5 separate regions of the Sus scrofa genome follow, and all the other regions are linked to region 1. The links are chromatin contacts, called in public Hi-C and HiChIP or PLAC-seq maps. All regions are on one chromosome and are shown on one strand. Each heading gives the region's core, a stretch centred on a gene start, on an enhancer-like site or on the middle of the called end of the contact. The rest is flanking DNA. Distances are from core to core; before and after follow the strand shown.

What was found. Hi-C and Micro-C count contacts between places; a contact is called where the count stands out from the background. HiChIP or PLAC-seq counts read pairs in DNA pulled down with a chosen protein or histone mark.
Region 2: a Hi-C map of omental adipose tissue shows a contact between it and region 1, with 4 times the contacts expected there. The contact joins two enhancer-like sites. A contact is called at or near these places in 2 of 5 promoter capture datasets (fetal liver and liver), 30 of 47 Hi-C or Micro-C datasets (alveolar macrophages, blood, brain and 15 more) and 2 of 2 datasets of contacts at active chromatin or transcription factors (alveolar macrophages and skeletal muscle).
Region 3: an H3K27ac HiChIP or PLAC-seq map of alveolar macrophages shows a contact between it and region 1. The contact joins the promoter of NCOA3 here to the enhancer-like site in region 1. A contact is called at or near these places in 6 of 47 Hi-C or Micro-C datasets (embryonic fibroblasts, heart right ventricle, skeletal muscle and 1 more) and 2 of 2 datasets of contacts at active chromatin or transcription factors (alveolar macrophages and skeletal muscle).
Region 4: a contact with region 1 is called in an H3K27ac HiChIP or PLAC-seq map of alveolar macrophages. The contact joins two enhancer-like sites. A contact is called at or near these places in 9 of 47 Hi-C or Micro-C datasets (adipose tissue, blood, embryonic fibroblasts and 4 more) and 2 of 2 datasets of contacts at active chromatin or transcription factors (alveolar macrophages and skeletal muscle).
Region 5: a contact with region 1 is called in an H3K27ac HiChIP or PLAC-seq map of alveolar macrophages. The contact joins two enhancer-like sites. A contact is called at or near these places in 8 of 47 Hi-C or Micro-C datasets (alveolar macrophages, embryonic fibroblasts, heart right ventricle and 3 more) and 2 of 2 datasets of contacts at active chromatin or transcription factors (alveolar macrophages and skeletal muscle).

The regions. Positions count from the first base shown.
Region 1 is chr17:49,422,080-49,427,739 of Sscrofa11.1, forward strand. No RefSeq gene overlaps it. Among named protein-coding and RNA genes, the nearest start is that of ZMYND8, 34 kb to the left of the region's middle. Within about 2 kb of position 2,277, at least 57 of the 83 cell types and tissues checked have an H3K27ac peak or open chromatin away from gene starts, as enhancers often do. A contact at or near this core is called in alveolar macrophages, omental adipose tissue, retroperitoneal adipose tissue and 2 more, where this site is marked.
Region 2 is chr17:49,306,909-49,312,568 of Sscrofa11.1, forward strand. All of the region lies in intron 13 of ZMYND8 (protein kinase C-binding protein 1), which reads right to left. Among named protein-coding and RNA genes, the nearest start is that of ZMYND8, 81 kb to the right of the region's middle. Within about 2 kb of position 3,138, at least 4 of the 83 cell types and tissues checked have an H3K27ac peak or open chromatin away from gene starts, as enhancers often do. A contact at or near this core is called in omental adipose tissue and retroperitoneal adipose tissue, where this site is marked.
Region 3 is chr17:49,526,079-49,531,738 of Sscrofa11.1, forward strand. NCOA3 (nuclear receptor coactivator 3) reads left to right here and starts at 2,197. Exons shown (of 25, transcript NM_001114276.1): 1 at 2,197-2,227.
Region 4 is chr17:49,333,061-49,338,720 of Sscrofa11.1, forward strand. ZMYND8 (protein kinase C-binding protein 1) reads right to left here. Exons shown (of 26, transcript XM_021078039.1): 5 at 4,672-4,890; 6 at 616-729. Among named protein-coding and RNA genes, the nearest start is that of ZMYND8, 55 kb to the right of the region's middle. Within about 2 kb of position 2,886, at least 2 of the 83 cell types and tissues checked have an H3K27ac peak or open chromatin away from gene starts, as enhancers often do. A contact at or near this core is called in alveolar macrophages, where this site is marked.
Region 5 is chr17:49,353,326-49,358,985 of Sscrofa11.1, forward strand. All of the region lies in intron 3 of ZMYND8 (protein kinase C-binding protein 1), which reads right to left. Among named protein-coding and RNA genes, the nearest start is that of ZMYND8, 34 kb to the right of the region's middle. Within about 2 kb of position 2,441, at least 52 of the 83 cell types and tissues checked have an H3K27ac peak or open chromatin away from gene starts, as enhancers often do. A contact at or near this core is called in alveolar macrophages, skeletal muscle and subcutaneous adipose tissue, where this site is marked.

The sequences.
Region 1 (5,660 bases), core at 1,027-3,526:
AGCTCAGTGGGTTAAGAACCTAAATAGTATCCATGAGGAGGTGGGTTTGATCACTGGCGCCATTCAGTGGGTTAAAGATCCAGCATTGCCGCAAGCTTCAGTGAAGGTGGCAGATGAGTCTTGGATCCTGAGCGGCTATGGCTGTGGCTGTGACATAGGCTGCCAGCTGTGGTTCCAATTCCAATTTGACTTCTAGCCCAGGAACTTCCATATGTTGTGGGTGCGGCCCTAAAAAGGAAAAAAAAAAAAATGCTTTTCTGGTATGAGTGTATCTGGAATGATGCTGATGGGATGGCCTGGCACTGATCACACAGTTGAGCTCAAACCCTGTGGGTGGTGGAGCCACAGGACAGAAGAACTGAGGGCCCTGAGTGACCATGTGGAGTCGAGCTGCTCCTCAAGCTACCGTGAATCCAGGATCCCTCCCTGGTCTGTGCTGAGCATATCTAGGAGCTGGTGGTGGGCTACTGGCTCCAGGAAACGCTAAGATAGAACCCACTATATTAGCTTACTTATCAACATCAAGACTCACCATTGCTTTGCTGTGCCCACCTGTCCAAAGCTCTTGTGTCAAACTCTGCCAGTTCTAACTAGTTTCCTGTCTGGCAAGACCTGTCTTGAAATCACCTAGTTCAAGGCATGAAAACTCTGTGTCTCCTCCCCTGACTTCTGCCTTCTGAGATACAACCGATCTCTCAACATGTTTTTGTTTGTTTTTAGGGCCACACGACCTTGGGCTAGGGGTCCAGCAATGCTGGATGTGAGCCTGCATCTGTGACCTACACCACAGCTTGTGGCCATGCCAGATCCTTAACCCACTGAGCAATGTCAGGGATGGAACCCACATCCTTACAGACACTATGTGAGGTTCTTAAACCAAAGAGACAAAATGGGAACTCCGAACAACAGGGCTCTTTTGGTCATTATTTTGAGGAGTCAAAAGCTAACATTGGAATTCCTTTGATTAGAAATCTATATTTTAGGAGTTCCCATCGTGGCTCATCAGTAATGAACCCAACTAGTATCCATGAGGATACAGGTTTGATCCCTGGCCTCGCTCACTGGGTTAAGGATCTGGCATTGCTGTGAGCTGTAGCGTAGATTGCAGTCTCGGCTTGGGTCTGACATTGCTGTGGCTGTGGTATAGGCTGGCAGCTGCAGCTCCAATTTGACTCCTAGCCTGGGAACTTCCATACGCTGTGGGTGCGGCCCTAAAAAAAAAAAAGAGAAAGAAAACAAACAAATAAAAGAGATCTACCTTTTACACTAAGGAATCCATTGCCTGATAGAGAAGAAAGCATCCATGGGCAAGGCGATGCTGATGTAGCATAGTCACCATAGGTCATATGCTGTAAAATTGCCAGTCTGTGCTATCTGTCCATTGGTCCAAACGTGCCAGCTCCCCTTCCTCCACTAGAACAAACAAACTGTTTCTTTGTATTCTAGAAGAAGCAGTTGTTTATCGGTAAATTCTATGTAAATATGCACCTTTAATTGCTAGAATCACACCTTCTATAAGAAAGCTCCTGGGGTGACCAGCTCCTCCCAGTTTGTCTGGGATTGTACCAGTTCAGTTGTTTTATTTTGTTTTGTTTCTGTTGTTATTTTATTTTATTTTTTTGGCCACTCAACCTGCATGTGAGTTCTCCGAATTAATCTGCATTTTTTTTTTTTTTTTTTGTCTTTTGTTTTTTTCTAGGGCCGAACCCATGGCATATGGAGGTTCCCAGGCTAGGGGTCTAATCGGAGCTACAGTTGCCTGCCTACACCACAGCCACAGCAACGTAGGATCCAAGCTGCGACTGCAACCTACACCACAGCTCACGGCAACGCTGGACCCTTAACCCACTGAGCGATGCCAGGGATCAAACCTGCAACCTCATGGCTCCTAGTCGGATTCGTTAACCACTGCGCCACAATGGGAACTCCCCAAATTGAAATTTCTAGCAGTGACTACACTGGGAGCCCACCGTACATTGCTTATTAATCATTAACTCACCTTCCTGATATGCATTTCTATTTTCATATATTAATATGTTCTCTGCTTAAGGGGAAGAAAAGTCTGTTGCTGTAACAAAATGTAGGCGTTTTAACAAGGCTGCCTTCGCCCTGGCCTGGCCACCCACTCCTGCCCCCCTCAGTCTTTCATTCTGAGTGAGAGGTACCCTAGCGACAGAGAAGGCAGCCTCTGGAGCAGGGCTGGGACCCAGGGGAGGCCAGAGAGGCCCAAGGCCCCAGATTTAAGGAGGCACCGGCTCTCAGGCGCCCGCTCAGCCCTCCCATAACCCTGAGTGTCAGCGCCTCCTTAAAAGCTGCATGCTGGGTGCCTCCTTGCTCCACCCTAGGCCCGGCCCTCTTTTCTTCCAGGGCTACTGAGTCCTGGCTCTGAGACTGACCAGGACGTGGCCAGGCCCTATGACATGTAATGTCCCCGAGAGTCGTCTTCAGCAGTCAAGTGGGGAGCATGGTGAGGATTGGGTGAGGTGGTGCTTTGCAAACTGCAAGTGCTTAACTGTTTGCCGCCCTTTAATCAACTCTTCCCTGGGCCAAGGCCAGGCCAGGAGCTTCCTGGAGTTTCTCTAGTTTCTTCCTTATTCGTGGAAGCCTGTATCGCAATTCTGATTCTACTGATGAGGAAACCAGGCTCTGAACCCAGGTCTCCCTCTGACCCCAGCACTTTCTTCACTACCCAGAGAGGGAGGCTTTATTATAAATAGCAAGTTATGGAGTTCCCTTTGTGGCTCAGTGGTTAATGAACCTGACTAGGATCCATGAGGATGTGGGTTCAATCCCTGGCCTTGGTCCGTAGGTTAAGGATCCGGTGTCGCCCTGAGCTGTGGTGTAGGTCGCAGATGTCGCTCTGATCTGGCGTTGCTGTGGCTGTGATGTTAAGCTGGCAGCTGCAGCTCCAATTCCATACCTAGCCTGGGAATTGCCATATGCTGCAGGTGTGGCCCTAAAAAGAAAAAATAAAGTCAATGAAACAATTTTTTTTTTTCCAATGCAATCAAATAGCTGTGATTTTAGGGGAAATCTCTTTACCTTTCAGAGCTGACTCGAGTACTATCAGAATCATCCAGAGGGTTTATTAAACACCAAAAGACCTACCCCATAAAGGAAACAAAAGATCTGGGTTGGGACTGTGAATCTGCATTTCTAGCAAGCCCTCAGGTGCTGCTGCTGATCCAGGGAACGCAGTTTGAGAATCCTTGCTCTGAGCCGATTACCAGGATAAGGAACAACTCCTGATCAGGTCACCATCTCCCACTGCAGATCAGCACCTGCAAATTGTATCGCACTGCATCCTTACAGCAATGGGGTCCCATGATTATCAGTATTTTATGGAGGAGATAAACCAGGCTCCCACATGTGAAGTGACTTGGCCAGGGTGACACAGCCAGAAAGTTGCTAAGGTCTGCGTTTGAGCCCTGGCCCATGTCATTAAAGGCAGGAGAAATCCTGTGCGGTCAATTTCTTTCGAGGCATCAAAACAAGCTCTCCCTCCAGCTGCTGCAGCTCACCCTGAAATCCGCCCAGCACACCCAAGGCTATAATAGGTAAAAGCCTCTTACTTGATTCAGCTGTTAGCAGAGCGGTGGGCGCTGAGCTCCGTGGAGGAATGGCGCCCCCTGGTGTCTGTCTGGAGAGCCGCGTTCTGCTCCCCTGGCGGGGCGCTCTGGGTTTCTGAGTCACTGGCATTCTTGGGCCCCCGTTAGGAACATGGAAAATATTATTCAGTTCATTCCATCCTCAGGAAAAACTCCGGGTGCTGAAAGGGGGTGGGGACTTCAGAGCTGAGGAATGCGAAGGAAGGGCGGTGGACCGGGCCCTGGGGATCTCAGGGGCCGGGGGTAAAATGGTGAAGAGGGCGAAAGCACAGCTGAGAACAATTGGGATTTTTCACCTTTTGACCTTCCTCAAGACTCCTGCTAAGGAATTTCCAGGACTGAAATCTCACAGGGTCGTTATCAAAGTCCAGCGTGTTCCCTGAAGGCCAGGATCTGCTTCCTGATCTGGTTCATTTGTTCATTTCTCTCTTCATTCAGTAGATTTTTTTTTTTTCTTGGCCCGTGCCTATGTCCTGAGGAGGTTCTGTGCTGGGATCCAACCTCTGCTGGGGATTGAATCCCGTACCACAGCTGTAACCAGAGCCACAGCAGTTACAATGCCAGATCCTTAACTCACTGAGCCAGGAGGGAACTTCCTCAATGGGTATTTTTTGAATGCCTGCCATGTTTCAGCACTATTCTAGGTGCTGGGGATACAGAGACGTGCAAAACAGACGGAAGCCTGAGAATAATCAGGAGTGGATGAATGAATGAATGACTAAAACGTGCAGAGAAATAAAAAGGGGGAATGGAGACCTCACTGAGAAGATGGCATATGAGGAAGAACATCAGGGAGGAGAAAGAGGGAGGCAGGTATCAGGGGAAAGAATGTTCCAGGAAGCAAGAATGGTAAGAACAAAGGCCCTGGGGCAGGGCCAGCATGTGTGTTTGAGGACTTGGTCTAAGTTCTTGATGGTAGATTGAGGTATATTTTTTCTTATCCAAGAACCACTTGCCCCGTTATAAATGGAATAGTTTTCACTAAATTCCAAAATGTAAATTTTTTTTTTTTTGTCTTTTTGCCATTTCTTGGGCTGCTCCTGCGGCATATGAAGGGTCCCAGGCTAGGGGTTGAATTGGAGCTGTAGCCACCCGCTTATGCCAGAGCCACAGCAACGAGGGATCTGAGCCGCGTTTGCAACCTTACATCGAAGCTCATGCAATGCCGGATCCTTAACCTACTGATTGAGGCCAGGGATCGAACCCCCAACCTCATGGTTCCTAGTTGGATTCATTAACCACTGAGCCATGACGGGAACTCCCAAAATGTAAATACTTATTCAACCTGATCAGGGTGGGTCAAATTAAGAATATGAAGTGAGAATGTGGGAGGGGGGATAGGAGCTAAAGAAAAGCCTTGGAGGGGAGTTCCCTTCATGGCTCAGTGGTTAATGAATCCGACTAGGAACCATGAGGTTTCGGGTTCGATCCCTGGCCCTGCTCAGTGGGTTAAGGAGACAGTATTGCCGTGAGCTGTGGTGTAGGTCGAAGACGAGGCTCAGATCTGGCATTGCTGTGGCTCTGGCGGACGGCTACAGCTCTGATTAGACCCCCTAGCCTGGAAACCTCCACATGCTGTGAGGCATTAGACAAAAAAAGCAAAAAAAAAAAAAAAAAAAAAAAAAGCCTTGGAGAAATTGTGGCATCCCTGGTACTGACATCCAGGAAGGGGTCCAGATGGATGAGATAGTAGGACGCATGTGGATGCTGACCTTGGATGACCCAGGATTTGGGTCCTGGATCCAGTCCTTCTTGTGGATCTTGTTTAGTGCCAATTTATATATTTTTTGCTTCTTTAGGGCTGCACCGGTAACATATGGAAATTTCCAGGCTAGGAGTTGAATTGGAGCTGCAGCTGCCGGCCAACGCCGCAGCCACAGCCACGCCAGATCCAAGCCTCATCTGTGACCGACACCAGAGCTCCGGGCAACGATGGATGCTTAACCCACTGAGGGAGGCCAGGGATTGAACCCGCATCCTCATGGTTCCTAGTTGGATTGTTTCTGCTGCGCCACAATAGAAATTCCCTAATCCCAAGATTTTAAGTGGCAT
Region 2 (5,660 bases), core at 1,888-4,387, 110 kb before region 1:
TCAGTGGCAGCACTGATTCAATCCCCAGCACAGCGCAGTGGGTTGGGGGTGTGGCAGTGCTGCATCTGTGGTTTAGGTCACAGCTATGGCTTGGATTCAGTCCTTGGCCGGGAACTTCCACATGCCCTGGGTGTGGCCATAAAGAAATAAAACAGAAGAGTGCAGGGTTGCTGGATGGGACAGGACAGGACAGAAATGCTGCTCCCAATGGTTACGTACAAACATAGAAACGTATTCAGGGAGTTCCCGTCAAGGCACAGCAGAAATGAATCTGACTAGTGTCCCTAAGGACGCAGGTTCCATCCCCAGCCTCGCTCAGTGGATTAAGGATCCTTCATTGCCATGAGCTGTGGTGTAGGTCACAGACGAGGATCAGATCCTGAGTTGCTATGGCTGTGGCCTCGGCCGGCAGCTTACAGCTCTGATTTGACCCTAGCCTGGGAACCTCCATATGCCACAGGTGTCCCCCCCCCAAAAAAAGCAAAAGACAGAGACAAAAAGGAAAACAAAAAATGTATTCAGAACATAAGGTTAAGTTAAAAAAGAAAACCCTGGAGTTCTCTTGTGCTGGCATTGTCACTGCATCATTTAGAGTCACTGCTATGCCTCAGGTTCAATTTCTAGCCTGAGAATTTCCATCACAGCAGGTGCAGCCAAAAAATTTTTTAAAAAGTAAAAAGAAAACCCTTAACCGTCTACGCCAAACAGGTGACCAATGAACCAAGTGGTTGACAGATGCAGGGGATGCAGTCAATAGTTATTTTTTTTTAATTTGAGCCAATGTGTAAAACAACAAGAAATCTGGCAACCCTGAGCCCACACTTCCACTCGGCTGGAACCAGCAGGAAGAAACGGCCCCTAGTGTATAGGTAAAAGGTCACGAGGAGGAGTGGATTTCTGCTTTAGTTCACCCCAATCCTATCCCTTCCAAACCTCGCTCAGTTCTGGAACCGCCTGATCCCCTTTTAACTTGGCAGCATGATGTATAAGCCAACCCAGAAAAAGTCCAGGAAACAACATCTAAGGGTGGACTGTGGGAGGTGGGAAAATATGGGACTTCAGTTTTTATAACAACTGTTTTACAACAAATATGTACTGATTTCACAGGAGGAAAAAAAGAGTACATGAAAATGTTTTCCCTTCTCACGAAAGCAACCCACATGGAGCTCTAAGACCAAAGGACCACTATTAGCTCAGAGAGTGGTGGAAGTCAGGCCCCAGGACTCTTACCCTAATACATATTAATGACTTAAATCGGGACCCCGCAAGCAAATATTGGCAAAGGCATCAATTCTGGCCAGGAGGTCCAGAAAAAGAGGGAAGCAGACAAATCACTGAGAATATAAACCACTCTGACCCTTAAGACGACAAGAGTCCAGGACACTAGGAGAGAAAGGCTCCTGCCTGGGCAAAGTGTTTCTCAGAAAGCTAAATCCAGCCCTAAGGATTATAGACACATGGCTCTGAGCTCCTCAATCCCCCAAGCAAAAGGAGGGTTTCTTAAATCTCATAAAAATTTTATCTAATAACTTATTTCAATGTGTAATTTTATATGGCTGCCTACAAAATTTTCGCTGGTGAAACTAATAAAGCTTTTCAGTCCTCTGACAATCTTTTTTCTTTCTTTCTTTCCCTTTTTTTTTTTTTTTTAAACAACTGTGGATAAACCATAGGTTTGTTTCACTCTCTGATTGTTGAGGGTTACTTCATGAAATGTCCCACTTCTCCTTAACCCAAAGGCTATTATCACCATCAACAGCAGAGGGCAGTGGCGTGCAACCCAAAGAAAGCCAGGGTCTGGCTCTGGGAACTCCAGCACCCCATATACTCTCAACAGGGACCTCAACTTACCTTCTGTAAAATGGGGAGACTGACTCAGAGTTTCTCTCAGTCTATAATAGAAATTGGCAAACCTACCCGCGGGCCAGAATCTGGCATGCTACCTGTTCCTGTGTGGCCTGCCAGCTAAGAAGGGTATCTATCACTTTTAAATGATTGAAGGGAAAAAAAGGATTAATAATAGTTCATGAGATATACAAATCATTTGAAATTCAAGTTTCCGTGCCACAGCCACATGCCTATGGCTGTTTTAGGAAAAGCCATGCTTCACGTTTTCATGTTCCACATTTTCATGTGTGTTCAGTACACAACCACGGTGCTGAACAGCTGTATCGTTGTGAGGAGACCCGCAGAGCCTAAACTATTTACTCTCTGGCTCCTTACAGGAAAGGGGCACAATCTGTTCAATTTTTAAGACTACAACAGTTTTGAATAAACTTCCTACACTATTCACTGGCTGCCTACCTCATGCTCAATAAAAGAACCCAAGCACATATAAGCAAGTCAGCTGTATTTTAAACTCTGAAATGGGCACCTGCTAACTTACCGCCACAAAAGTCACCCAAATAATGAGGAATATTTGTCAGAAATTCTGATGTCATTTCACCCTCAGCACCTCTCGGGGTAAGAAAGACGCTTAGTTAAAAACCACATGCCACACGTTCTTGTCTTCCCATAAAGCTGTGGAATACCAACAGTGGGTCACAAACCAACATGTTTTATTTTACAGGCATGTATTAATTTCACGGATATTAGGAAAAAACACAGGCAGCGATTTAAACACCCCAAACTTATATTTTTAGTTAGCTCAGGATGACGCTAAATTGCAGGGTTAATATTTAAAGAATGTAATAAAACAGGTGGTGCCAGAATATAGCCCAAAAAACAAAAAAATGCTAATGAAAGTTCAAGCCACAGTAATTCACAGGATTGCTGCCCATTTAAAACTTTCTCAAAAGCATGCTCTCTATGGGAACCAGCAGGCTAAGGAGTTCGTGTGCTTTTGTTTTGTTAACGTGGCTTTAAAGGAATCATGTCATGGAATAAGGGTAAGCTTTTCAGGACTCTGGCCAGAAACTAGGGGGGCAAAAGGGAAGTTTTTTCTGAGGTTATGTCAACACAAGCTAGGTACTCCTAGAGGAAAGCTCTGAAACTCAACTGTGAGTCCCTCGACCACACAGCTGGAGAGAACTGGAGAGACGGCACCTTTCTTTTGAAGAATCAGAAGCCTTTGGTAAAGAAGCCTCTCTACTCCACCGAGAGCCATTTGGTGAACAGCTCCAGACAGAACTTGAAAACAGCCAACCAACCAGAAAGAAGCCACAACATGAGTGGAAACTGAGTAGAATTCCTGGAGTTCACCACTGACTCAAGTTCCCATCTTTCGGTGACGGTCTCTGATGCCTGCTCTTTAAAGAGCACTCTGGAGTTCCTGTCTTGGCTCAGAGGTCAACGAACCCGACTACCATCCATAAGGACGTGGGTCTGATCCACGTGGGACTCACTCAGTGGGTTAAGGATCCAGCATTGCCGTGAGCTGTGGGGTAGGTCAAATACACGGCTCGGATCCCGCACTGCTGTGGCTCTGACGTAGGCCAGCAGCTACAGTTCTGATTTGACCCCTAGCCTGGGAACCTTCATATGCCATGAGTGTGGCCCTAAAAAGACCAAAAAAAAAAGGTGTTTTTTTTTTTTTTTTTTTTTTAGGGTTACACCCACAGCATATAGAAGTTCCCAGGCTAGGGGTCAAATCAGAGCTGTAGCCACCAGCCTACACCACAGCCACAGCAGCACCAAATCCTTAACCCACTGAGCGAGACCAAGGGTCAAACCCGCATTCTCATGGATACTAGTTGGGTTCTTAACCTGCTGAGCCACAACGGGAACTCTTTTAAAGAGCTCTTGTGTGGGAGTTCCGTTGTGGTGCATAGGAAGCGAATCCAACTAGGAACCACGAGATTGCGGGTTCGATCCCTGGTCTCGCTCAGTGAGTTAAGGATCTGGCATTGCCATGAGCTGTGGTGTAGGTCACAGACAAGGCTCAGATCCTGTTTTTCTGTGGCTGTGGTGTAGGCCAGCAGCTGTAGCTCCGATTAGGCCCCTAGCCTGGGAACTTCCATATACCTCGGGCCCGGCCCTAAAAAGCAAAAAGCAAAAAAATTTTTAAATTTAAAAAAAAAAGAATTCTCATGTGAAGTAAAAAAAAAGGAGAGAGGAAAAGAGGGAGGGAGGGAGTCTTAAAGGTTATTCGAGGGTAATGCGCTACCAGAAGTATAGCACTGGTGGTCCCACCTGCCTTACTCATTCTGGAAAATATTCCACGACATTGTGAGCTGACATTTCATAACTGGAGAGACTACATAAAAATGCAGATTTCCCATTTCTCCGCAAGAATGTTAAGATGCGAAAACGATTAACCCACATTTCTGTGCGACAACCGTTGGCTGAAACTCTTGAGATGAGGCGTGTGCCTGGGGTTAACCAGTTCCCATCCCATCAACAGTGTCCCCAACCCAGCGCCTGAGGGCTCCTTGGCTTCATCATCAGGCTTAGTGTGGACTGTGGATGCTTCATTCTACCCAGGTCTCTCAAAGACACAGCAAGAGGATTTAAGGAAAAATGACAGTAAACCCATTCCCTTGTGAAAAGGTTTTAGCATGCAACCAAATTCCATTTCGATAGAAAGAATTCAATTTAAGTCACTCTTATTCGGGCTACACTCTGCCAGCATCCCTCATTTGCATAAACTCTCTCTGAATCCATGAAGGCATGTGATGAGCAGCTACCAGAAGAAATAATACAGCAGCCAACATTTTTGAAGCACTTACTAATGTTGGGACGGGGGGCACACCTGCGGCATGCGGAAGTTCCCGGACCAGGGATCAAACCCACGCCGCAACAGCAATCAAGCCACACCAGCGACAGCTCCAGACGCTTAATCCGCTGAGACAGCAGGGGATTCCAGTCGCACTTACTATTTCAAACACTGTCCTAAACCTTTATGTATGTCGGTTCATTTATGGTCACAAGAACCTCTGAGGCAGGTCCTATCATTACTGTCATGTTACAGCTGAGAAAACCAAGGTTTAGTTATCCTGCCTAAGGCCACACAGCTAGTGAGTGGCAGAGCAGGTATCTGACCTGAGGATTTGATCTAGGATTTGATCCTCCTCCTCCAGCAGTCCGCTCTAGCCCCAAGTCACCAAGACGCAACACATCTGTTAAACAGGGGGCCCTATAAGAAGTGGAACTTCGGGAGTTCCCGTCGTGGTGCAGTGGTTGGCGAATCCGACTAGGAACTATGAGGTTGTGGGTTCGATCCCTGCCCTTGCTCAGTGGGTTAAGGATCTGGCATTGCGTGAGCTGTGGTGTAGGTCGCAGACGCAGCTCGGATCTTGCGTTGCTGTGGCTCTGGCGTGGGCTGGCAGCTACAGCTCCAATTAGACCCCTAGCCTGAGAAACTCTATATGCCGCGGGATGGCCCAAGAAATGGCAAAAAGACAAAAAAGACAAAAAAAAAAAAAAAGAAGTAGAACTGCGGAGTTCCCGTCGAGGTTCAGCGGAAACGAATCTGACTAGCATCCATGAGGACACAGGTTTGATCCCTGGCCTTGCTCAGTGGGGTAAGGATCTGAGCTGTGGTGTAGGTTGCAGATGCAGCTCGGATCTGGCATGGCTGTGGCTGTGGCATAGGCCAGCAACTGCAGCTCCAGTTCAACCCCTAGCCTGGGAACATCCATATGCCATGGGTGCAGCCCTAAAATTTAAAAAAAAAAAAAAAAAAAAAAAAAGAATCAAAAAACTGTTTCAATTAAGATAAA
Region 3 (5,660 bases), core at 947-3,446, 100 kb after region 1:
ATTAGGGAAGGGCTCACTGAAGAAGTGACATTTGGACAATGACTATAGGGGGGATGAGGGAGTGAGTGATTTTGATTTTCTGGAAAGAAAAGTGAAATAGGCAGATGAAATAGCGAATGCAAGATCTTTTAGGCCAGAGTGTGCTAGGTATGTTGCAGGGGCCCCAAGGAGTCCAGAGTTCCTGGAACATAACAGTGAGTAGACGAGCTTAGAAAGGGAAGGGGAAGGCAGAGACAGGTTATGGGGTTTTGCAGGTAACTGCATAGAGTTTGGAAGATAGACATAAAGTGATTTGGTTTTTACCGGGATCCCTGTGGCTGCAACATTGACTTCAGGGGAAAGAGTAGGATGGAAGCAGGAAGAACAGCAATGGAAGCTACCGCTGTAGTCCAGATGGGAAATGGCAGTGGTGGAGCTAGCAAGTAATTATTTTATTTTAGTCACATTCAAGACATTTGAGGAGTTCCTGTTGTGGCTCTTTGGGTCAAGACCCCTACCAGTATCCCTGAAGATAAGGGTTCAATCCTTGGCCTTGCTCATTGGGTTAAAGGATCCCGCATTGCTGTGGCATAGGCTGGCAGTTGCTGCTCCCATTCATCTCCTGGCCATGGACCTTCCAAATGCCGCAGGTGTGGCCCTAAAAAGAAAAAAAGAAGACATTTGATACTGATTCAATATTATTTCCTAATATGTAGTCCATATTAAAATTTCCCCTCAAGATCCTTTTTTGTTTTGTTTTGTTTTGGTCTTTTTAGGGCCACAACTGCAGCATATGGAAGTTCCCTGGCTAGGGGTCGAATTAGAGCTGTAGCTGCCAGCCTACACCACAACTCATGGCAATGCTGGATTCTTAACCCACTGACCAAGGCCGGGGATCGAACGTGTGTCCTCATGGATACTAGTTGGGTTCTTAACCTGCTGAGTCACAATAGGAACTCCCCAAAGTCCTTTTTACATTAAACAAACAAAAAAATCTGGATCCAGTCAAGGCCCACCTATTATATTTGACTTCACCTTTTTAATGCTTCACAATTTTCAAGAGTTCAGGCAAGGGATTTGTACTGTGCCCCGATTTCTGGATTTGCATAATTGTTTTTTTCATAGTTATGTTTAGCTTACCTGTATTTTGGCAAGAATACTACGGGGGCCGGGGGGGTGCGTAATGTTTTCCTCATTAGGTCATATCAGGTGACACATAATATCACTTTGATCCATTATTGGTGATGCTAAGTGATAGTGTCTGGTGATATGATCACTTGGTTAAGATCACTGCACTGTAAAGCAAGCTGTTGTCCTTTATAGGTGATAGTACTCCGTGAGATGATACTTCCGGACAGAATACACAGTGAATATACTATGTCCAACAACCTTTCATCTTTTTTTTGTCTTTTTTTTTGTCTTTTTTTTTTGCTATTTCTTGGGCCGTGGGTTGGGCCGCTCCCACGGCATATGGAGGTTCCCAGGCTAGGGGTTGAATCCACCGGCCTACGCCAGAGCCACAGCAACGTGGGATCCGAGCCGCGTCTGCGGCCTACACCACAGCTCACAGCAACGCCGATCGTTAACCCACTGAGCAAGGGCAGGACCGAAGCCGCAACCTCATGGTTCCTAGTCGGATTCGTTACCAATGCGCCACGACGGGAACTCCCCACCTTTCATCTTTAGATGACTTTAGAATCTAATGAACAGCCCTATGGCTTCTGACCTTGTGCCTCAAGTTTGCTCATTTGAACAATGAGGCTAATAGTGGTCCCTAAGGGATAATGTTTTCCAGGATCAGTGCTTGGCACACAGTAAACCCTCCATAATGTTAGATATTACTGGAAGAAAGCAAGTATGAAAAAATTAATGGAAAGGCTAGGGTTGCATTTCAGATCTGGGGACCTCCCCGCTGCTCCCATGGGGTAAGTGAGCGAAAACCTTCCCGAGGTCCCCCCCCCGGCCACGCCCTCGCGCCGCGGAAGCCCGATGGGGCGGGGCCCCCCAGCGCCCAGGCCGCGCACGGCCCCCTGGGACCGGTAGTGCTGGGCGTGGCCGCGGGACTACATATCCCGGCGGCCCCCGCGCCGTGGCTCCAGCCGCTGCCTCTTCAGCCCCTCCACAGCGACAGCGGCGGCCGCGGCGGCTGAGTCGGTGGCGGCGGCGGCGGTAGCGGCGGCTGCGGGCTGAGCGCTGAGCGGCGAGTTTCCGATTTAAAGCTGAGCTGTGAGGAAAATGGCGGCGGGCGGTGAGTGGAGATAAAGGAAGAGCGGTGGCGGCGGCGAGGGGGTGGAGTGCGAGGCGGAGGGAAGAGGGCGAGTCCCTCTGGCTGCGGCGAGCCGGCGGCTCCGGCTCCGCGGAGACGCTGAGGGGCGCGCCGAGCAGGGGGCGCGCGGAGGTAGTTTCGGGGTGTCGGGGCCGCGCCGCTTCCCCGCGGCGTAGGGGCAGCCCGCGGCGGGAGGCAGGGTGTCGAGGCTGGGCTGCAGCAGCTCGGGGGTACCAGGGAGGTCCCCGCGCGGAGGGGTCACCCCGAGGAGTTTGGGGGCACCGTGGGGGTGCACTTTTTCCTCCTGTCCCTAAAGTTTTATCCTTCCCCAGTGCTCGGGGCTGCTTTTGAAAGCTCCCCACGCCCCCTCCTCCCGCTATCTGGGCACTGATTCGGAAGAACTAGGGGGCGGGGGAAGCCGCACAGCCCCCCCCCCCGACCCCCCAGCCCAGTCTCCAAGTCGTACTCAGAATCGGGTTGGATTTTGTTGCCGTGTTTCCTCCTACACTTGGGCACTTTTGATATTTTAACACGAATTATCTGCGGGATTTCCATTTTGGGCACGGGTAGGTTCTCAGCAGTTTTTCTCAGTAAAAAAGCGTTTTGCTACCTCTGGTGTGAAGGCTGGGAAATGGCAAGTGGAAGTTGGTGAATTAAATTTGGGGTTTGGCTGTCTTTATAATTACTCTTTTTTTCCCTTCTCCATCTCTAATCTTCTTACGTACATTGATTCAATTTGTGATGGTTTAAATAAACTGTCTTGCCCATGCCTGAGAAAAACAATCCATGAGTTGTTGGAGGGCTTAGTTGCTTCCTAGGCAGTTTGAGGACATTCAGGATGGAAAAGTTAACCGAAAGAGCAGTTGGGAGAGGGAGAGAGCATCGTCTTGAAATCTCGCTAAACAGGAGGCGTTCGGGCTTCTCAAATGGAAAGACACGAAAGATACGAAATGCTCTTGAAGTCGAAACCCCCCCCCCCCTTCCGAATGTAAAGACTTCCTTCTTGCAGTTTTTGAGCAGCGCTTCAAAGCCAACCTGTTTTTGTTATTAAGCCTGTACTGTAAAGAAACAGGAAGGCAGTACCAGCTGTCTTGCTGCAGTGGTTTGAAATGGAGTTGAATGAGATGAGTGAGTGGTAGTAGTAGTGAGTGAAATTGCTGCATCTCCTTGATTCAGACGCCTGGTCTCGGATCCTCTTAACCGGTTCCTGGCTGCAGGGAAGCTTCAGTGTTTGTTGCAGCAGGTTGTTTAGAGGATGATGGAAACAAACAAAAAAACCCCAACTACACGTAGGTCTTGTGAATGCTGCATAAACCAAAATGTTAAATGGAAATCTGTAAGTTTTGTGAAATGGTCTTTCTTAAAAAAATTAAATTATTGCTTGTTTATTTCGAATAGGTTATACCCAATGGAACTGGTCTGTGTACAACTGGGAAGGTACCAAAACATTGAAAAATAGCCTCTCTCCTACTCTAAACCCTCTAATTCCCGTTCCTAGGAGGCAGTGACTGTTACTGGTTTCTGGAGTGTTCTTGGTTTGGGGAATAATTATTTTAAGAATTTTCATTTGAAACACACCCCTCTTGGATACCAAAAGCAGGAAAATAAAATGAACAGAAAAAAGGGAAAATGTGGTGGAAGCATTGCTTGCTTTTTTTTTTTTCCTTAAGCAATTGTTGATGGCTGTTAGAAAAGCTCTTACAAACTTACTGCTTATGTTGCCTTATCTACTAACACCCTAAAGAAATAACAATCTGTGGGGGCCTTAGGGTGAAGAACCCTACCAGGGTTCATTGTTTGTAAGAGGAAGCCTCTGTTGATAACATGTAAAATGATATTGAACACTATAGCTCTGTCACTGGAGGTTGCTTCAGGTTCTGCATTTAAGTGGGCAATAATCTAGCTTGTCTGTGATCCGAAATTACACAGGTATTTTATGTATTGATAGAAATGACTGAATTGTCCACTCAGCATTAAAAAAAAAAACAACCAAAAAAGGCATATACCAGCTTCTGTACATTTTGGATGTGAAGATTGTGGACCAAGTAGGAAGCTCTAATGTTTCTAGAGCAGTTAGAGGAAATGTTTCTATCATAAAATATTCCTTAACTTCAGAGGCTTTGGAAATGCTTACCAATCCCAGCGTAACTAATAGGCTTTAAAAAAAAAAGGTATTAGAATGTTGGCTTTAAATTAACAGTTCATTAAAAAAAATCATTGGTATTAAAGATGAGAGGACTAGGGATTATATTAAATATATTCTGGATGGAAAGAATAAAAATCATTAAAAAAATAAATATATTATGAAAGTGAGTATACTGTGCATTTTCCCCATATAGAAATTATTTCGTACATTGCAAGCCCCTCCCCCAAGCAAGTAAGTTAGAATTTATTCAGTAAGGACTGAGTGTTCTGTCAGACCCTGGGGCCTTTTTCTAGGAGACATGTAAATATAGTTCTAGAAATAATTACTTGATTGGTCATGTGAAATAAACTTTTTTACTATGTCAAGGACATATTAAAGATAAAAAGATTTGTTTTTCTTTTTTGTGTTTTTTCTTTAAAAATTTTTTTTCTTAATGAATTTATTACATTTATAGTTGTACAATGATTATCACATCCAATTTTATAGGATTTCCATCCTATAACCCCAGCGCATCCCCTCACCCCCCGAACTGTCTCCTTTGGAAACCATAAGTTTTTCAATGTCTGTGAGTCAGTATCTGTTCTGCAAAGAAGTTCATTTTGTCCTTTTTTTCAGTCTTTTGCACATTAGCAGTATAATTCTAGAATAGTTCCTTTTAACTTGAAGGTTTGAAAAGTCTTTAAAAGAATGATTTATAAATATTTTAGTTTGGACAATAGGGCAGATAAAAAATCTAAACTACTATTGTCCTCTTCTTAATTGGTGTCAAAATAAATGGCTTTAGGGTTTCCTTTTGCACTTTTTTAGACTATATAATTTCAAGTCTTGCCCAGAGGATGTGGACTACTTTTGAACACTTTTAATTTGTTGAGAGTTGAGAATGAATATATAGTCTCCAGAGAATGTCTCTATGGCCACGTGACCACAATTTAACACAGTTGTTACTCTTTAGATGCTACCTAGGAAAAGGAGTCGTTGATAAAGATTGAAGAAGTACTGCAGTTTTTCACAGGCTAAACTAGGGAGTACCTGTCCCATTTGGGTTTGAATTTACTGCACTCTGGGGTGTAGAATACTCCTTTTTTTGCATTATTGAGTGGTTAAAGCTATGGGAGCAGAAAATAAGTATTGGATATTTATGTTAACTTTGTCTTTTTTCCTTATATTTACCACGTTAAAGAAATAGGTGCGTTTATGTTAGTTTGGATTCTCAGAGAAAATAGAGATTGACGGCTGCAGTAAAATGTGGGCATTTTCTTCCATTTTATG
Region 4 (5,660 bases), core at 1,636-4,135, 88 kb before region 1:
ATCATCACAACATGTCATCTGGCCGTAGCATACTATTTTTATAAACAAAGTACTTTACTGCCATCTTCCTGAAAACGGTCACAGAAACGACAAAACCACCACAGCCATGATATGACCGGAGTCTCGGGAAGCAATCACTGAGGAGCACGTGGCTTGTTTCAGCTGAATGTGGCAGCCCGGCCCTGACATGCAGATTTTCCTTACAGGGTAAAGGCTGTCCGTCCTGTCCCTTCTGACACCTGCAGGGGCAACCCACATCCTTATTCCTGGGAAGCTCACTGGTTGAGCTTTCCTTGAAGGATCCATCATTAGTCCCTGATCATAAAGAATCAGGGCTGAAATGGGTCTCAGGTTTCACTTCACAACCACTCAAAATCTTAAAATCCCCACCAACTTTTCTACCGCATGTCAGGTCCTGATTAAACTCCTGGGGACACAAAGCGCTCGCTTTTGAGAACGAACTGCACACCGCTGTCCCTTATCGTTAATTTACAGATACTTGAAATCAAGCGCCCCAGACTCAAAGAGTAAGTGTTTGAAAAGCTAAGGCAACTACAAGGAACAAAAGTGCCTCTCTGCCCTTTACGCTGACAGCGAGAGGGACCGCCTTCTTACCCCTGGCTGTTTCATCTTCTGAATGGCAAACTTGAGCAGGTAGGATAACTGTTCGATGGTGAGCATGGTCATGGCTTTACTCTGAGTCTCGATGCACTCAGCCACCGTTATCTTCTACAAGTCAAAATCACACAAACAGCCAGTTAGAAAATACAGTTCCTATCCCACACACTCAGTTACCTACCCTCTTAATTTTCCAGAACAAATAATTCTGTTTCTCACGCAGAACGAATAATTCCTGTCCAAACAAGACCAGCTGCGGAAGTTCCCGTTACGGCTCAGCAGGTTAAGAACCTGACACAGTGTCCGCGAGGATGCAGGTTCTATCCCTGGTCTCACTAAGCAGGTTAAAGAGCCAGCGTTGCCTCCAGCTATGGTACAAATGGCAGATTGGCTCAGATCCGGTGTTGCCGTGGCTGTGGCGTAGGCTGGCTGCTGCAACTCTGATTCGACCCCAGGCCTGGAAATTTCCATACTCCGCGGGTGCAGCCCTAACCCAAATAAATAAATAAACAAATAAGACCAGCTGTTTGCTTGACCAGGACTCCGGTCTTGACTTGTGGGCAGGATCCGTGGATAAAGATTAAGGAGCACACCAATCCACTGATTACCTTATTAAGAAAAGTTTTTGAGCTCATAGAGATGATATAATCAGAAAAAGGTGCAGGTAGGCAAGGTCCTGAAAAATTGTCACTATTATAACCTTGGGTTTCAGGTACAGGATATGAAAAAGGCCACTGATGGTTTCAGAGTCACTTCTTCACACAGTGAATCGGCCACGTCCCTTGATCCTCTTAAGGTCCTGGGCTATCTTCCTGGAAACTGACAGGGCATTCATTCACTCAGTGACATCGTGGATGGAAAGGGACAGTCTTCCCTGTAGAAACAACCTAAGCAATGGCAGGAACTCGTAATGAACACGACTTCCTTCTCCGTCTCCACTGTTGGGAACCCACTCAGGAAATCCTGGCAAACAATGCACAGAGCAGAACCTAACTGCTTATCTCCATGGGCAATAAACGTCACTTTATAAGAGAAATTCCACCAAAGACACATCTGAAGCCAGATTCTGCTCTGTAAATCTGGTCCTGTATCTCAGAGCTTCAGAAGCCTTAGGTAGCGACAACAAAAATAGCAAATTCGGATGACGTCAGAAAATGCTCTTGAACCATCTGCGCAGAGAGCTGAGAAGAGTTTTCTCCAATGAATTGCCATGGAATTCTAGTCTCCATTCTTCGATGTCTGAATTCTCCACAAGGAACTTGTAGCTGTGTCGGTCCGTTGTCGAGAACAAGGGCAACAGGAGCGGGGCCCAGAAGCAGAAATCGGCCCGTGATGCAGGGAACCAGCTTCTCAGCTATCAGAGCCTGAAACGGCTGTCTCCCCAGCTGATTGCCTCCCCAGTTCGCCCCTGCAAGAAACTCCAGACCCTAAGTCTTAGACGCTTAATACCTGTGGGTTTGAATTCCAGCTCATTTCTAGGTAACCATTCAAGGTCAACGCTTGGGTTGCCCACTCAACTGTCATTCACCTCTTCCCGCCCCAGCCCCCCTCAATGGGTCAATGCTGTCAGTGCTGGCTGTCAATGCATGGTTCCCACATGACGGACTGAGAGTGCCAGACAGGTATTTTCAAACCTTTCTTGCAGGGGGACGGGTGATCCAATGCTGGCCACGGAGCCCAAGGGCCTGTCAGCCAGAGGCTGATAAAAAGGCACATGAGGAGAAACACTCCTCTGAGGGGGATGGTTGTCTAGCCACATGTGATGGGGTCCCCAGCAGCCACCTTAGAGCCACGAGGAACAGATCGCCTCCACAGGGAAATGCAGTGTCTGGCTCTGCGCAAACTCTGGTCTGGCCCTGCCTCTGGGTTGCTTCTACACATGGTAACACACCCTTACCGTTTCAGCTGCCTTTCATCAAGATCTATTATTTGCAGCAAAAGCACCCTATCTGAGCCATTATCCTCCTTACAAAATTATTTTAATAGACATTTTTATTTTGGCCACATCCTCGGCCTGTGGAAATTCCCGGCCCAGGGATTGAACCTGTGCCACAGAAGTGACCCAAGCCACAGCAGTGACAATGCCAGATTCTCAAACGCAAGGCCATCAGGGAACTTCCTGCAAAATTATTGAACAACTGGGAAGGGTGAGTTGAGACAAAAGGAACTCGAGATGAAGGTTCCAGTTCCCACACCAAAGGCAGCAGAACGAGGTGGGGCTCTGAAGAGGAAGGCCTTGCCAGGCAACCCGTGTCCTGCCCATCTCTCCATCTAGTGGCCAGCTTCTGCAATTTTAGGGGCAGAACACAATTTCGGTGTCATCATCACGCCATACTGACTGGATGTCTAACTTCTCTCCGTACATTTCTTATCTTCAAGAGGTACTACAGTCGCTATCCTAGAGCTTGCTTTTCTTCCCCACGATCAACACCTGGGAGGGCTTTCCACTTCCGACATCCTCATTTGAGATCTAAGACCAATATACCTCTGAACGCAAGGGACATTCCATACTAAACGATGCTGCAGATGACATTCTCATCTTCAGCATTTGGAAATAGCATCACAGTTGGAAGCTGCCAAGACTAAGACATCGCAGAAGAGTGGAAGCCATCACGACTGCTTTGGTTTGTTTTCGGGCCACACCCAGGGCACAGAGAAGTTCCTGGGCTAGGAATCGAACCTGAACCGCAGCTGAGACCTATGCCACAGCTGCAGCAATGCCAGGTCCTTAACCCACGGCACCAGAACAGGAACTCTTGTTTTATGTTTTTGGTTTTTTTGGCTGCACCTGCAGCCTACAGAAGTTCCCAGGCCATGGACGAACCCGCACCACCCCGCCTACCACAATGCCAGATACTCAACCTGCTGTGTCACAAGGAAACTCCCACAGTAACTGTTTTAATGAAGTGTGCTTAAGGCTTTGCTACAAAGAAACATACATGTTCCCTTCACTACACCAGCATGCTTCCGCCTCTGGCTCTATACCTGCAGCCTGTCTGCCTGGAAGGTCTTCCCCCTGTGGCTCCATGGCTCGCTCGTTCTCTTCTTCAGGTCTTTCTCAAATCCTAAGAAGGCTTCCTGCACTTCCTCATTTAAAATGGAAACACCTTGGCGTCCCGTCTTGGCTAAGTGGTTAACGAATCTGACTAGGAACCATGAGATTTCGGGTTCGATCCCTGGCCTTGCTCAGGGGGTTAAGGATCCAGCGTTGCCGTGAGCTGTGGTGTAGATCGTACATGCAGCTCGGATCTGGTGTTGCTGTGGCTCTGGCGTGAGCCGGCGCCTACAGCTCCAATTAGACCCCTAGCCTGGGAACCTCCATATGCCCTGGTGCAGCCCTAGAAAAGACAAAAAAAAAAAAAAAAAAAAATAAAATAAAAGTACAATGGGAACACCTTGCACCCCCACCCCACTCCCTACTCATCAACGTAGATTCTGTTTGTCTAGAACACTCTTCTCCTAACACACTGTATATAACTTTATTTTGGTTTGCCTTCTTTTCTTCTGAAAAAGAATGGGATCCAGGCTTCTTCGTGTCTGCTGTCGAACCCCGAGTACCTCATAGGCACTGGAGAAAGAGCTGTTGCGGGAACGCAAGCACCAGATGCAACCACAACCACGTGGGACACACAACCAGCAGTCTTCCCAGCATGGCCACGGCCGACGACTCCATGATGCAGCAGGAGAGGACGTGCAAGGAAGGCGGACACTTCACAAGCTCTTTGCAAAATAAGCAACTGCGAGGCGTTCCTAAGTGAACTTCTGACATGTTCATGACAGGAGAGTCGAAAAAGGCTGCAGGCCTCAGCGTGATCCAACGACCCGGGACGAATCAAAAACAAGATTCAGTGCAACCGTCTTTCCAAGAGCTGCAGTGCCAAGGCCACGGCCACTGTTGGTCCCCAAAAGGGGTGACCGGGATAGAGGAGACAGAAGGCAAGAAATTTCTCTTTTCCTTGTGGCGGGATTACGTGAACAACTCGAAACGAAAGGGAGAAAGAGAAAGGAGAAGAAACGAGGCAGACAACGCGCATTCGTTCGTCAGGAACTAACCTCACACTCAGGACAAAACCAGTCCCCCTCTGGTTCCGATGTCAGTCTCAGACACTTAGCGTGATAAACCCGGGGACAGAGCTCACAGCAAAGCACTTGGCCTTCCCGGTGACAAACCCAGCAGTAGAAATCATTTCGTCCGTCCTGCGGTACAACATCAACAGGGTCTGTGGTGAGTGGCTGCTTCATATAGTAAAACGGACCATGTCTTAGTTCTGACTGAAATGTAGGCAAGAAAGACAGGTTTGGTTTCAAAACAAATGCGCATTCGCAAAAGGAATTTGAACAAACACATCAATAACAACAAAAGAAAATCACAGCATTTTACACATTCATTAAAAAGCCATCTTGGGTTGCTCTACTCGATACAGGGCTGGCATGTCGCTAGAGAGTCAGGATTTCTTTTTCTTTCTTTAAAAGGCCATGGATTGAAACGCTGGTGTCTCAGAGTCAACAGGCAACCCTCACAGGAAAGCAGCGGGGCTGCCAGCAGGCTTGCCCGAGTTCCGTTTTAGCTCTAGAGCTGCGTGGCTCAGGGCACGTCTCTTAATCCCTCAGCTTCAATTTTCTCATCTGTAAAATGGGGATGACAATACCTAACGCCAGGGTATTGTGGCTGGATTTACATGGAATCATAGGAGGTATGCATTTAACACAGAGCCGCCACTACTAGCGTTGCTAATACGGTTACAAGCCCAACCTCCAGAAGTCTATCCGTGCAAAGCCAAGAAATGTATGGCCGTTTGCTGTGGGAGTCTTTCAACAACAGGCTTCTGGAGACCAGAGCCACTGGATTTGAGAAACCCAAAATCATCAACTTTTTAAAGTCTATCCCCAGTGCACCAGATACTTAGAGCCAACAAGAGGCTTTCCTAAAACCATGGTTCTTCTTGAACATGGTCGGTCCTGGTATTCGCAGAGAAACCACATCTGCTACTGAGAACCAACAAGGGCAGAAAGATAAGAGAGAGGGGTGGCCAATTCTTGGG
Region 5 (5,660 bases), core at 1,191-3,690, 69 kb before region 1:
ACTACGTCTAGATACTCATGTCGCAACAGAAGAAAGGGTGGGGAAAAAAACTGTAACTGCAATGTATACATCTAAGGATAACCTGACCCCCTTGCTGTACAGTGGGAAAATAAAAAAAAATAAAAAAAAAAACTACGGAAGATCACTAAGTCCACAAACAGCTGGAGAGGGTGTGGAGAAAAGGGAACCCTCCCGCACTGTTAGTGGGAATGTAAACTGGTACAACCACTATGGAAAACAGTACGGAGGTACCTTAGAAAACTCTATGTAGAACTACCACATGACCCAGCAATCCCACTCTTGCGCCTATATCCAGACAAAACTTGCCTTGAAAAAGACACAGGTACCCGTATGTTCATTGCAGCACCAAACACAACAGCCAGACATGGAAACAACCTAAATGTCCACGACGGATGAATGGATTAAGAAGATGTGGTACAGATACACAATGGAATACTACTCAGCCATAAAAAAAAAAGAACAAAAGAATGCCATTTTCGGTAACATGGAAGGAACTAGAGACTCTCACACTAAGTGAAGTCAGTCAGAAAGAGAAAGACAAATACCATATGATATCACTTATATCTGGAATCTAATATACAGCACAAATGAACCTTTCCACAGAAAAGATACTCATAGACTTGGAGAATAGACTTGTGGTTGCCAAGGGGGATGGGGAGGAAGTGGGATGGACGGGGAATTTGGGGTTAACTGACAAAACACTACAAAACAGCTATAATGGAAAAACATAAGAATCATTAAAATAATAATAAATAAATTAAATAAACACTGAAACCGGAAAAAAAATTAAAAACTATGGAAGATCGAGTCTTTTAACTTTGAAATGCCTTAATTCCATGGGAAAGAGGGAAGAACAGAATCACTGGAAATAAATATACTCCTTAGCCCTGGAGAGGTACACAAAGCTTTGCCCAAGGCCACCAGCAAACAAAGGGAAGCAGGGCCTCAGTCGGTGAGAGGAGGGGTCTAACCCAAGGGTGCCCACACCTAAGAGCATCCCCACCTGCGAGTCTGAGCCAAACATAAAAACCCCAATTCCATTCCCCGTTACAGACACACCGACTCCCTCCAGAGTTAATGAGAGATCAGTGACTGTATCCAAGGGGTAGAAATTTAATAGATTCCAAACAACAGACACAATTGTCAACAGCAGAGGCTTTCACTGAAGACTCTTGGGGAGAAAAATTGAGAAATGCCGGCTGGATTCAGTGTCCTTCAGAGACAGGGATTCTGGCTTCACAACCTACTGACGCCAGTGGAGGCGAGGCCTCTGCTGGTGACAGAATGGTGGCTGGGAACCGTGCTGTCGTCATGGTAATAAAGCTGCCTTAAGGACCTTCTCCAAAAAGCTGAGTCAAAGGGTTTCTTTTTTCCCCCCTTCTTTAATGATCTGATTCTGACAGGGACATGTTTCTAAATGCATTTCAAGTATCACTTTGGAATAAGGACAAACAGCCATGTAAGACCGGGCCGCTAGGGAAATGGTTCACCCTTGATCCCAGAGACTTTCCTGGGAGGTAGCAGGACTTGAGATTCTACAGGGCTGGCCGCCAGCAGCCCTACTGCCCTTCAAAGATAAGTCTGGTGCTGCAGGAGTTAACATGGGCGAGGGGACAGAGTAGCCTAGAAGAAAAGGACAGAGCAGTGACTCAGGCGCACAGCGTGGCATGGAGCAGGAAGCAGCAAATCTTCCCCTCCCGTGACTTTTCACTGAATCTCAATATGGCAAGGTCTACTGGGAATTAGGATCCGAGCACGTGACGACATCTGCCCTGAACCTGTTGTGAACAGACCAGAAATAATCCCGCTGCGCCCTCCCTAGATGGCCCCTGACTTAAGGGATGCCGGCCTCCAAGATAACCGAGCCTCTTAGCTTTCCTGAGCCCTGGGTGTTAACAGCTAAGATGCTCTTTTACTGCATATAATGCACCAGACCCTGTTGCAAATGCCTTTCGGGTCCGTCCCTCTAAATCACCTGCCCAAGATCACACAAGGGCCCGGGTGGGCTCGGGAGCCAGGCCGCCACCTGGGGCCTCACACGGGGAGAGGCGGGTCTCAGCTCTGCAGCCAGAAGACTGCCTGGCTCGGGGTCTCTGTGTGAAGGGCACACGCTCATGCTGCTGGTTTCCTTTCTCCACTGCAGATGGTGCGGTGTGGGGGCTGGGGAGTGCCAACGTGACAGTGGATGTCACATGCTGATGACACACACTGTTCTCCCAAAGGCGGTTCCCAGAAGCACGCTCACCTCCCCACCTTCGCCGGGGGGCAGCAGGGCCTGGCCTACACCACAAAACAGACTGGGGGAGGGAAGGCTCCGCAGCCATGCCCCCTCCCTGAAAAGCCCTTCCCAATGTCCAGCCAGGCCCAGCCAGGCACCCCAGCCCCCACCCACATCCGGCGCCTGAGTCACCACACTTGCCACTCCTCAGTCTAGGAAATGACACACCAAATACAGGGAATTGTCTCCTCCGGAGAGGGACCAGGCCCCAGCCAAAGGCCAGGCCCTCCCCCTGGAGGACAGGCCCTGTGGTGTCTTTCCATGGATGTAAATTTCCTCAATGCTATCAACGGCAGGATGGCTGGGGGCTGAATAAAAAGCGAGTAACGGGCAACAGGCTGGCACCAGCATCAGAAGCGGGGTGACCAAGCGGTGGCTGGCCAAAGGCAGACCAGTCTCAGGCAAACCCGGACAAGCTGGTCACCCTACACAGAAGTCAGGCTGGGGGGCCAATGATACAGGTGGGGTGCAGTGCGGCCTTAAGAAAGCTACTTAACCCTTCTGGGCCTCTGCTCTTCCTTCCGACGGATGGAGATCCTGGTACTGCCTGGAGTTAGCCACAGATTAAAGGAGTTAATTCATGTGCTGCTCTGAGGGTGAGGCCTGGCAGAGAGTAAGCACTCCATAAACAGTAGCTGTTTTTTATTTAAACCCACACACATTCCTCCTCCTCGTCTTTTTTCTCCTCCTCCTCCACCATCGCTCTCCAAAAACAGGGGTGATTTCCCCCAGGAGCAGGTTAAATCCATGCTCAGTTATGGAAACACCAGCCTATATAAGACGGAGCTGGGAACCGGCCCAGGAGCCGGTTCCTGCATGTCCATCACGCTGTGCAAAGTCCAGCTTTCCTCCTGTAACGGCGAAGGCAGGGTCAGGCGTGGAGGCCCAGGCTGGCTCAGCCGTGAGTGCAGGCACTTGCCAGCCCTCTCCAAAGCCTCAGTGTGACCACACGCTGCTCTCGGGGCAGGAGCAAAGCACAGCCACCCTCATTTCAAAGCGTTTCCCAAAGACACAGAGCAGGTACCTAAACAGGCCTCCCTCCCCAGGAATCTTAGAGCCCTCCCCAGCCAGTAATTACATCATCATGAAACAAAAGCCCACAATCTCCTCCAGGCCCAGAGGAGAAAGGAGAAAAATCAGGAAGCAAAGGATGGGGTAGGGAAGGGGCAGGATTTTTCGTGTCCAAGGAGCCAGGAGGAGCCAGGAAGAACATGTGAGCGGCCAAAACACTCAGGCAGCCAGTTTGCTCACACGGATCTCTCCTGGAGCCATAGAATCTGGATGCCAAGGCCACAGCCTGGGCCGCTGGAGCCACTGGGGCCTCCCGGAAAGGCTGCACGCGCCTACGCCGGGCTTCTAAGAGGTCTCCCGCGTGTGGCTGTGACCTCCCAGATCAGGAAAAGGGCTGGAACGGAGAAGGGGCCGTGGAAGGAAGGGGGCCGTTCCCCACTTGGGGGAAATGTCACTGGACCAGGGAGCCGGGGACCTCGGAGACCCAGTGAGCGCGGGGGCAGGTGACCCTGGGAAGGGGCGCTTACCTGCCATTGAGAAAGCTCTGCGGTTCTGAGGGCCCAGCCTCTCGGTTCAAGGGAACAGAGGCTCACACACGACACACATTCCTGCTTCCGGCTCCTCGGCGGCCTCTCCCAGGGGGAGGGGGAAGCAGCAGAGAGGACAGGCTTGGAGGCACCACTCACCGGGCCGGCCCGGGGCTCCTCGCACCGGGTCGCCCAGCGGGGCAAGGACACCCTCACCTCCCTGCAGTGCCATCGTGTTCCCGGGCTTTCGGCTCTAATTTATCACCTCGACAGACAGCAGCCTGGCTAAGCTGCAAACCTTCAGTGCAAGCACCAAAGAGCCATTTATTTCGCTGATGTGAATAAACACAACAAATTGCAGTGGGTTCTGCTTGCCCGAGTGAGAAGATCAGAAGGGAATTGGGGGGTGGTGGGGGGAAGATGGGTGGCTTGCATCTTGAAGGTGTTTTTAAATAATTGTTTCCAATTATCTTTAGTTCTCATGCGCCTCTCCTAGAAATGAGAAAACCATCTTCCCACTGGACACAAACTCAGTCTCCCTCTCCCCATCCCTCCTCTCGAGTTCCCGCTCTCTCACTCTCTCAATAATGCAGAAGTGGTGATTAATGGGCACATTCATATGTAAAAGATGAACTTCCAAACTCTCAGGGCAAGACAGAAATTGCTTCCATCTAGGGCTGATTTACAAATGAATTCACTGTTTCGCCATCAACGTCCAGAGGCCAAGGCAACCACACAGCCCCTTCTCCCCACCCCCTCAGCTGAGATGAAGCCTTCTGGAAAAAGAAACAACATTCCAACAAGAATTTCCTGGTTCCAGAACGCCAAGCTCCTTCGTCTTTACAAAGACGGGGAGGCAGGGCCCAACTCTCTACAAGAAAAACCCACGCACCCCGCCCACCCGCTCAGCAGGCCAGGCCCGGAGGCTGAGTCCGACGTGTGGACACATTTGAGGCCCTCAAACTCCGCCAAATCACCACAAAGAAACCGTGGAGTGCCCAGTTGCCTTTGGCCTTTACAGTTAGCCGGCGGAAGGGAGAGCATGCCGGAGAAAAGGAGTTGGTTCTGGTGGCTGAAACCCGTGTATACACTATTTGTCTAGGCTGCAAGGAAGGACTCAGCCCAGGTTCTGCGAAGCTCAAGTGCTGGTGGGTGGCTTTGGAACTGCAATGGGGAACCGCAGCATCAGAAGGCCAGTTCCGAAGTAGAAAGGCTGCCAGCAGCAGCTGAAGCAGCAAAGGGGCTGAGGGAAGAAAGGGAGAGGAGAGGCTGCAGGGAAGGGGGTGGCGAAGGAAGAGGTCCCCCCCCACCCCCGTTGGTAACCAGGCAACACTTCCGACACGCCCTGGGTGCAGGCCTGGCCTCTCTAAAAGCCACCTTAGTGCAGACCAAGAAAATTCTCGGGGAAGACACCACGGAAGAAGAGACAGGCCCGCCCTCTGCAGTCACCTCCCTGCCTGTTTGGAGGAAGCAGAGATTTTAGAGCAGACTGTCATTCAAATTACACTGGTCAAAAAGATGCTGAGGGGTTCCCGTTGTGGCTCAGCAAGTTAAAAATCCGACTAATATCTATGAGGATACAGGTTCAATCCCTGGCCTTGCTCAGTGGGCTAAGGATCCAGTGTTGCCGTGAGCTGTGGTGTGGGTCACAGACAAGGTTCAGATCTGGCGTTGCTGTGGCTGTGGTGTAGGCTGGCTGCAGCTCTGATTGGACCCCTAGCCTGGGAACCTCCATATGCTGCAGGTGCAGCCATAAAAAGACACATAAAAGGATGCTTAACATCACCTGGATATTGCCCGCCCCCCAGGCTTAACAATGCATA